Linked DNA regions of Zea mays: region 1 is linked to region 2. The links are chromatin contacts, called in public Hi-C maps. All regions are on one chromosome and are shown on one strand. Each heading gives the region's core, a stretch centred on a gene start, on an enhancer-like site or on the middle of the called end of the contact. The rest is flanking DNA. Distances are from core to core; before and after follow the strand shown.

What was found. A called contact is a pair of places that touch in the nucleus more often than the background predicts.
Region 1: a Hi-C map of bundle sheath shows a contact between it and region 2, with 2.2 times the contacts expected there. The contact joins the promoter of LOC100272895 here to the promoter of LOC100217183 in region 2. A contact is called at or near these places in 2 of 25 Hi-C or Micro-C datasets (bundle sheath and leaf).

Annotation. Positions count from the first base shown.
Region 1 is chr2:24,917,121-24,922,561 of Zm-B73-REFERENCE-NAM-5.0, reverse strand. It overlaps LOC100272895 (putative thioredoxin superfamily protein), which reads right to left and starts at 1,988. Exons shown (of 2, transcript NM_001147348.2): 1 at 1,704-1,988. The coding sequence starts at 1,932. It overlaps LOC100381616, which reads right to left. Exons shown (of 6, transcript NM_001174434.1): 1 at 5,205-5,441; 2 at 4,772-4,938; 3 at 4,527-4,624; 4 at 3,783-4,133; 5 at 3,279-3,695; 6 at 2,401-3,173. The coding sequence ends at 2,575.
Region 2 is chr2:24,670,958-24,676,063 of Zm-B73-REFERENCE-NAM-5.0, reverse strand. It overlaps LOC100217183, which reads left to right and starts at 2,669. Exons shown (of 5, transcript NM_001143543.1): 1 at 2,669-2,775; 2 at 3,772-4,015; 3 at 4,098-4,172. The coding sequence starts at 2,714.

The DNA.
Region 1 (5,441 bases), core at 739-3,238, 250 kb before region 2:
TGATAGTTATTAAAAGAACAAGAAGCAATCTCCTAAGCTATTATTAATCATGGCTAAGAAACAAGCATTGCTGGTTTTAATCTTTGCAAATTTCATTTTAGCAAACAACTTTTATTTTAAACTTCAAGATAATTATGTTATGTATAAAGCAACCACACTAAAGGGACTAATAGGAAATGCATTCAGTTATCCCAGGGATTAACAATGTGATGTGATACATCCTCATCAAACCAAAGGGTGTTACACGCCACCATACCAAATCGATGAAATAAAAAGGGGTACATGACCCACATGAGTCATAAATGAATCTATACATTTAAGTATTTAACTAATACAGAATAAGTCAGGACTTCTATATCACCCCCACCTCCAAAGTTGTATACTTCCATATTTCGATCATAGCAGCCCTATTCGACAATATTAGAAATTGTGATACATACCTAAGGGCTTGATCGGTTTGCTGGGGATTGAAGAGGATTAAAAGTGATTGAGGGGATTAAATCCCTTAGGCCTTGTTCAGTTGTGGATCAATCATAGCCTAGATTCAATCCTGTTCCTCCCTAAAATACAGTTCAGTTAGCCCACTTCTCCAAACGTGTTTAGTTAGACCACTTCTCCTGTCTCCGCGAAACCTCCTCACTGCCGTCTGGAATCGAGCCACTTCTCTAGAGTCATGGAACCAATCCTGCCTGAAATCTATAGGACTGCATACAGAGGAGAAGGTTGGTCCGCATTTTCTGATAAGATTGGCTGCAAGTTTACTCTGCATAGAAAGCAGATACCCATAGTTTGATCTCTTCCTGGGTGGGATTTAATCTCTTGCAACCGAATATCAGAATATGCCCTGCCCCTTGTTCCCTCGAGTTCTCCTGGAAGAGGGGGTTAACCAAACAAGTGATAAAGCAAGTCACCAATGCACATGCATGAATCCCTGGTTGCACTAAAAGGTGTTTTGTTTTGGACAGGTCTGCGGAGGTGAGGGAGACTTCCCACCTGATTTTCATTGAGTGCATCTAAAAGAAATGCCACTTAAAACCTTGTTCGGTTGCAAGGAAAATGTAGGGGATTAAATCCATTTCTATTCAGTTTTGACTAGGAAGAGATTTAATCCCCCTCCAATCACCTTTAATCCACCCCTAACTGAATAAGCCCTAAACGGTTACACCAATAGACGGATTACATAGGGAAAGATTGCGTGCTTTGGCAGCAATAAAGAGCTAGAAGCACACACGTTGGACTAGTGAGGAAGCCAATTTGAAAAGTCAGATAGCTTGACGGGTTAGATGTTGAAGAGTTGTTTTGCTTTTGAGTAGATAAAATTTGGATTGGCGAGTCATTTAGCTAGTCTCTTTTAGATGGTCTGAAGTCACTTAAGGTAGATATTCACAAAGAGCTAGAAGCACACACGTCAACAGCTGCTTGTGTGGAGTTGCTAGAAAAAACAAGAACCTCACATCCAGAATGCTGCGCAGCTGCGCCCTTGGTGTCGTAACCTTTGCCTCCCTAGCTAATTCCAGCGAACAGTCGGCTACGTAGAGGAGACCACGCAACCTAAACGACACAGCATCCTCCTACGATACGATCCTATCCTACTTGTTGATTCCTAGAACCAAATCTGCAGCCCCCTCCAAAGGACCAAATCTATGAACAATTTATACAATTCTACGTACGGACGAATCCACATACACACGTCACCCGGGTACCTTGGATGGTCGTGTCCTGGCCTTGGACAGCGCACACTACGGACGCGCCACGGCCCGTGCCCCGTCGTTCCCTGGAGAGGACGGTAGTCGCGCGGAGCGGCGAGGATTTGACGGTGCGGCGCGAGGACGACGACGGGATCGCGCAGCAGATGCGGTGCCCGGGGTGGGGAGGTGAGGAGACGCAGGCGAGTGGAAAGGAGGCGACGGGGAAGGCGAGGCCGGCGGCCATGACGATCCGCGACGGGGGCGGGGGTTGAGTTCGAGAAGGCAACGGAAGGTGGGGGGAGCTGGGGGAACTGGGGAAGCGGTGCGCGATGCGACGAGAGGGAGACAGACGGGGAACGGGAGGGAAAGAAAAGCATGTGGGCTGGTAGCCTGTACTGCCAGTCTGCCACTGGTAGTTCCGAATTTTGGATCCAGTTCGCAGTTCCCCTGTGTGACTCTGGTGCGGTGCGGTGCGGCGCGGCGCGTCGGCGCCACCTCGCCACGTTAACTTGACAATGAGTGTATGACACGACAAAACGCCTCGAATTGTTCCGAGTTTCTGGCAGATGATACCGGCACATCTTTGGGTGGTCATGTACCCTTTTTATTTCTGGCAGTAGTGTGCTGTTTGTTCCAACCTTTTAATTAAATCTATCTATACGATTCAGAGTAGTGTGCTGGATGTATTTTTCGGCAGTTTATACCGCAAAATGGCTGCAATTGTACTAGCACCCAACTCAAATGATGAATCTTCACAGGTCACAGCATGTTTACCGTACACGCATCCAGCTCAATAATGAATCTTTACAACGTGTTTCTTTACAAGTTTCATCAGATTATTCCCAACTTTGAACTCCATAAAATGGTAGGACTTGGCACATCCCTGTCAGAGTTCAATGGATAATTCGAACTCTTCATCACCCACCGTTAGAACATGGGCACCCAACAGAAGTACCCTTTTGCCTTCAGGATTGGCTGCGCTCATTTGCTTGCAGGGGTCAACAGTAATCTCCACATTGGATGCACTGCCAGCCGCCGTGTGGACACTCTCAAAGCCAACCAGCTGTTTTATAGGAAAGCCCGGGACGCTTGATTTCGATCTCGCGAACAGAAGAACAGCATGACTCCCATCCATGCTACCATGATTCGAAACAGCGACGTGAACAGAGAAAACCAGAGCTTCACATGAAGCGATATCTTCAGTTTTCACAGAGCCTAGTCCATCCCTCCTTGTGTATGCAGGCTTTCTGCTGATAATGCCCAAATCGGATGAACGCGACACGGTGATCTTCTTCGGAGCCGAGGAGATGCTATATGAATATTTGGAGTAACTTAAACCATATCCAAAGCCATACACTACATCTCCAGTGTAAAATCGATATGTTCTCCCAGGGTAGCCTCGTGAAGGATCAGCTCTCATGTTCATATCAGTCATGGGAATAGCAGTAAAGGATTCAGGATACCAAGTTATAGGCAGCTTTCCTCCTGCATTACATCAACAGCCAAGTTAGTTCAGCGGCCACCACAACTTTTTCATTGCAATACATGCCATTGCCAGTCATATTTTCTTTCAAGAGGTTATTCACTCACCTGGGTTGTACTCTCCGAAAAGAATTTCTGGAAGGACTTGTCCACCAACCTCGCCAGGATATCCGAGCCAAAGAATGCTTGCGATTCGTGGATCTTGCTTTGCAAACGAAACATCAACAGGACCACCACCCAGGAGAACCAACACAAGGGGCTTCTTCGCTACACTAGCAATGGCATGTATGAGGCCCATCTGCTTGCCTGGAAGGAGAAGGCTCACTCTGTCGAAGTCCTCACGCTCTTCTGTCAGGTTCAAGCCAGCAATTACGACAACAATATCGGCTCTTTTAGCTGCTTCAACAGCTTCGCCAAACAAATCTGTTGAGTTACAGGAAGCATCCTTGCATCCAGGGGCAAAGCTTGTTTGTGTAGCATATGCTTGAATGCCCTTAAGGAAGGTCGTAGGATTGCAGGGAACACCTGAATAAAGTGAATATAATGTTAAAATGTATACACAATAGTAAGTTCAGCAAATGCTCATTCGAGGCAGTGGTGTGAGAGTGAGACCTGTATAGTCTCCGCCCATCGCATACGCGTCATTTGCAGATGGTCCAATGATGGCAACATGTCTAACTTCGCTTCTCTTCAGAGGCAAAAAATTATGGTCATTCTTCAGAAGGACAGCACCCTGCCTTACAGCTTCTGCTGCAAGCTCTCTATGCTCTTTCGTGCACACACTGTTGGGCCCTAGTTGAGAGAACCATTGGTTGTTGCTGGGCTTATCAAATATTCCAAGACGCAACTGAACCGAGAATAGATTAAAAAGGGCACGGTCGATATCTTCTTCTTGAATTTTTCCCTTCTCAATTGCTGACTTAGTATGCCGAACTAGGAAAGAACCACAGTTGATATCCATTCCTTCAAAAAATAGAGTAATCCTAACACCTCAGCAAAAGATCAGCTGATAGATTCAAGACGTAAATGTGAGATGGCAGATGATGTTCTAAGGAATTTAGTTTGACATGATGTCGAAACCTCCGAACAGCAAGGTTCTCAAGGAATCACTGGAAACAGAACGGGTAAGCCTCAAAACGGAACAAGTATGTACATAGCTTTGTAATATTGGGGGTTACCAAAATAAGGCTTACATCAGTTGGACTTGACTACCATTTTCCAACATATAGTATCTACATTTGAAAAGCTAGATTTGATTGGCCCCCCAAAAAATGCTAGATTTAACTGAGAAGCCACTTCTAGTCTACAAAGAGAAACAAATCGTGTTTTTCCAGTATAAGTCTTGAGGGTACTAACCTGCCTTAAGAACAATTGCTATTGAATCTTCGCCTGATTTAGTGTATGTCTGGTTTTCATGAATAATTGCCACAGCATCACAATCAGATGTAATGTACCTTGAGAGAATCAAACGAACACATGTAAACAAAAAATGGAAATGCTGGATTTGTTGGTTCATATAATGAAATTCCTTGTCATTCCTGAAATATTCTGTGGTCCAAGTCTCAACGGAGGCAAATTCAGAGGAAGAACAAGTAGCATACCCCTGGAAGCCCCATTCATCCCTGGTCTTCTGCAGAAGATCTTTGTGAGCACACATAGGCACACCATTGACCTGGTTATATGCACACATCAAGCAGCTAGCACGAGCCTCCTGGATGCAGGTCTTGAAAGGCGGCTGGTACGTGTCTTCCAAATCTTGTGCATTTACCTGCGAGCAGTGGATTACAATCCCAACTTGCAACAAAAATAGTGCAAAATAAATATGGTTGTACTTCGACTTTTGAACTGAGCATATTTATTTCTATAAGCAGAGTATATGAAGAGAGAGATTTTGATTTTTAACATGTCCGTGACTCCGTGTTTCTCTATGCATGAGCCAAGATATGAATGACTGTTGGGCGGTGGATATCTACGGAACTTGTTTAATCAATATTATACAAGTTCAGAGAAATGAAGAGACGTGGCCGCGTTCACCTTGGCATTGAAGGTGTACCGCGAGAAGCCTTCCCATTTCTCCATGTCATACGCTGTATAGTGCTTGCAGCACGCAGAGAGCCTGATTCTGCCTTCCTCTCCTTCCTCTCCCTGGAAACCCTTGACATACTCGAGGGAGTACGCGGCAGCGACAGCGGGGTCCTCCCCGGACGTCTCCTGGCCGCGGCCCCACCTTGGGTCTCGGAAGATGTTGATGTTAGGCGCCCAATACGTGAG
Region 2 (5,106 bases), core at 1,420-3,919:
ATCTGGATCGGAGGGCTGAGATTAGATCTTCTCTGGTTAAATCTAAACTGCCCGATCTCGGACGGACGCCCGAGATCCAACGGCTGGCGGTCGGACGCGGGTGCGGTGGCGCCGCTCGGTCTCGCCGGAGACGAGGGGGACGGCCATGGCGGGGCTCTAGGGGCTTGGGGAATAGCTCGAGCGCGTTTAGGGCGACATGGCAAACTCGACCGTGGGTACCACGACGGCGCGAGAGCACCAGAGGATGCAGAACACGGTGAGGCGGGCTAACGACGGCGCGGATCAACTCCGGCGAGGAATTGCGCGGGCAATGGGGCGATACTTGGCGAAATAAAGGCATGGGAAGGTTGCTCACCTCGAGTGCGAACTCCGGAGCGCTTGAGGAACGACGGGGGTGCGGTAGAGCCTCGGGTCGACGGCGGCAAGCTCCGGAGCTCCGGCTGCGCAAGAAACGCTCTGGTGAGCGCGCACCGGACAAACCAGGGAGGGAAAAGGCAAATCGAAGGGCGTCCCGAGTAGCTGACGGCGAGGCGGAACTCAACGAGGCAAGAGACGGGGCACGGGATCGACGGCGGTCGCAGAACGGATGACGGTCTTCGGTGAGCGGCGGTGGAGCTTCCTGGTTGCGTGCGCAGAGCGAGAGAGGGGGCGAGAGGGTTTGGCTGAGGGCGCAAGTGAGCGGGGGAAAGTAGGCGAGCGGAGCGCGGGGCTCAAAAGAGGCGAGGACGTGCGGAGGTGGCCGGAGAACGCGCGGTCGTGGGCGCGTCCACGGCGAGGGACGTGGGTGGGAGGTTGGGGACGGGCTGACAGGTGGGCTCCGCGGAACAGAGAGAGAGAGCGGGCATGTAGGCGCGAAGAAAGGTGTCGACAGGACTGGCCCACGGGGCAACAGGAGGGAGAGAGGGAGCGCGCGGGCTGACGCCGACAGGCGGGACCCCCCTATGAGACACCAAGGGCGCGCGGGCGCGAGGCTGGGCCTGCTGGGTCGACTGGGCTGAAATGGGTTTTTTCTATTTTCAGGGAATTTCTAATGCCTTTTCTATTTATTTTCTCTAGGGTTTTCAATTCAAATTCAAACCAAATCAAACATGTGCAACAATTCAAAGAATATTTAAAGTTCAACATGATGCAACATTTCATGACTCATAATGTTTTGGACAAAATAAAATAAATAACTCTCCCTAATTAAGCTAACCCTAACCAAGAGAGAGAGAGAGAGGAACTAGAGAGAGAGAAGAGTAACACCTGAATTTGATTGGTAAATTAGAAAGAATTTTTATACCCCCAAATTTAGGGTGTTACAGATAGTATCGATCTTCTTCATGCTTAAGTGCTGCTCCAGTGTTGGTCCCTATCAAATGCCTACCACCATCTCAACTATCGAGTTTTCAGCTGAAACGCAGCGGACCTTTTTTCCTCTAATATATTGTGGTGATCACACCATAAACACAATTGGTGCGATCTCGTAAGACTTACAACTCCACTTTGATATAAATACAATGGTGCATGCAAGCAACAAGGTTTAAGGGTGTATATCATCACTTCTAATCACAAGACAAAACCTAGGGCAAGTACTAATAAAGCGGTCTAAATTATTTGGATCTGTGGTAGCACCAAAAATAAATTTATAAACGCAGATAACACAACCATAAAAGTATAGGGACCAGAATATGCATGTTAAGAATTTAGAAACTGGAACGAATACATCTTCCCAAGTTTAGATATCTATATGTGCACTTTATGAGTTTAGGGCCCAGGATGATACAACGCTACAAGTTTAGGGACCGCTTATATATTTTACTCTTGCTTTGTAGCAACTCTAACTAGATGCTCGGATATTAGGCCGAATTTGTTGTCATGAGCTTTTTAGATGTTGCCCTACATAACAAGTGGATTTTTGATATGTTTTTATCAAAGCGCAGAGATGTGCATCTCTATGTGTGTGTTTTTTATTTTCTACCAACTATTACTAGATGTTTCAATAATTGATTGCTTTTGTTGCAATGGCTTCTATGGATGGTATTGTTTTGTTTTGACCGAGATGGAGGTGTAGATCGAGAAATGTTCTCTATGTTGCCATAGCTTGTTTTTGGATGGTGCAATATGTGATTTAGTTTGTTTCAATCATTCCTATACTACGTTGCAGCAAGGTGCTTCATAAGGTTATTTCAGGTATTAGATCGTGGCCAACAGATATATAATCATGTAAAATACTATTTTATATTATAGATTGTACTATTTATAAAGTACATAAGGTAGAATTTAAAATAAAAAGCGAGACAAAAAGTTAGCTGGAAATGGCCTTTATAATAAATATATTTACACATTGCGGTATGTCTGCGCATATGTGGTAGCCGACAGCCGTACATGAATTGATTGATCATCAGTTATGGCCTATGGGACCCAGATTACCAGGACTCCGGGATCCAGCGTTTCCGAAAACAGTACGAGATGGGCACGGAGCTGTGAACTTGGGCTAATCCGAGGTAGAGATTTTCGCAATCGTCAATCCGATGACGGTTGGTAGACAGTCTAGTGAACTGAGACCACACAAGTTGGTAGACAGTCTAGTGAACTGAGACCACACAAACAAGGCACGGAGCTGTCGGCATGAATCACGTTCTAGTGTTCTACAGTTCGTCATAGTTCCCGTGATGGTCGACTGATTGACACTGCCAACCTCCCAACTTCCCAAATATATCGTCGTCGGTCAATGTCGACGAGCTCGCAGTGCACGCTCATGGAAGGCGCTATCTCCCTTCCTCGCAACACAAGGTACGTTCCCGACACTGGCCTCCGGCCTCCCGCTCTCGAGGTTGCCTTCACCCTCTCCCATGCCACGTTGTCGCTCTCCCATGCTCGAGCTGCTTGCCTCTGGATCTAGACGAATCTAGAATAAACCTACAATTAATAAGTCCCTTCAAGCTTAAATAAGGATCAATTTTTTTAAGTTTTAGTGCTTGTTCAATTAGAAGTGTATTGAGAGTTATTGAAATGAATTAAATCATCTCCTATTTAAATTGTAACACAAGGTTTCAAGTTATTGAGGGGGATTGGACCAAATTCCTTGATGCTTGTTTGGGAGTTAGAAGAATGGAGGAGATTGGAGTGACTAAAATCACCTTGTTATCCATACCTTGATTGGATAGTCTAGTATTCAACCCAATTTACATGTATTGGGGTGAATTTAGGTATAAATTAGTTTAATTCATACCTCAATCCACATAAATACATGTGGAATGATGTGAATACTAGAGTATCCAAACAAAGACTTAAGGAGATTTTAACCCCTCTAATGTCTAGTTTGGATACTCTAGTATTGACTCTGATCCATATGTATTGAGATGGATTGGAGTGTAACTTAAACTAATATACACTCCAATCCACCTCAACACATGTGTATTGGGGTCAATACTAGAGTACCCAAACAAAACTAAGTATTGGTTTGGTGATCACATAAATAGAGGGGATCCGTGGAGGAAGAATCCCGCTATTCAAAATTGATTAGCAAGGGAATCCCTTCACTATGGATGCCGGCCCATTCATTTTCCTAGTCACCAAATTAGCCCTAATCTCCTACTGTATGCCAAGGGTTTAGAGGGGATAGAATACCCTTTCTGTCCAATTTTGAATAGCAACGGATTCTAGTCCCTCTAATCCTCTAGCTTCCAAACATGCCCTTAAGACTCCAATTTGAATGATCTAGGGTACATCTTACTCAAAACTACAATAACACAAGGCTCAGTGCCGTTGTGGTCGGTGCTTTAGCAGAATTGCCGTGGTTACCGGCGCGAACAGAGGTATCGGGCTAGAGGTGTGCCGGCAGCTGGCTGGCAATGGCGTCACCGTCGTCTTGACAGCAGTGGACGAGGAGCTAGGCGCGAAAGCCGTCGGCAATCTCCAAGGGCTAGCTCTCTCCGATGTTCTTTCTCACCAGCTGGATATCACGGATGCTTCCAGCATCGCTCGGTTGGCCAACTTCTTGAAGGCCCGATTCGGGAAGTTGGATATCCTGGTAAGTCGTCGTCTTTCCGGCGTCTCGAAAGCTTGACGGTACGTGCCGCCGGTGATCAACAGTGGTGCGCTTGTATTTGTAGGTCAATAATGCTGCGGTTGCTGGGGTCGTGTACTCTCAAGATCATTTGGATGATCTAGAACCGAGAGAGGAAAAGGTGAGGTTTAATATTTCATCTAATGTTGTATATAATGGTGCAAATAGTACGAATACTTTTTTCCGATTTTATTCAAGTCCAATTTGTACACTACCCGACATAACTGGTACTATAGATATTTGAATCAGAATCCAAATAAATCTATAAAAACAAATATAATATTGTCAATATCCATTTGTATCCAACTCGTTTGCGACCCTACTCATATACTATAATTGAATACTCCTCTATTCTAAATTGTAAATTATTTTACTTTTCTTCTATATAGATTTTTGCTATGTTATAGATATACGTTCTATCTAGATACATAACAAAATTAATATACCAAAAAGTCAAAACATCGTATAACATAGAAAAATATTGATAGCTTCTTTTCTTTCTCCGCTTATGATTGACTTCAGTTACATATAATAATTAATCTAACGTATAATCTCTTGTATATATGTAGTTAAAGTTAGCTGCATTTAATTGCTCGGTATGTGACAACAACACTTAAAAATGACGAAGGTATACTCTAAACATTTAAAAAACTATTTTATATACTTCTCCATCGTTGTCAACATTTTCCATCTTTGCATAACACCTTCATATGTATCCCTCCATTTTAAATCATATAAGATGTTGTAGCTTTTTTAGGTACACAACTATCTTTAATATACACTTAGATATACACAATATCTTGATATATAATAAACTGGATAGTTGTATAGTTGCAACTGTTCATGACTCTTAACTCCATTTTTTACCTCTGTTTTTTGAACTTTGCATCATTGCCTCTCTTTTCTGAAACAAAAACTCCACTTGCCCTTATTTCGCTATAAATACATAACATTGTTGACTCATACCTATAGAAGGATGTTAACCCTTGCACTATTGTCTTTCTAATTATCAATTTTTTTTCTAAATTTGCCTCATTTTGATATAAACATTTAAA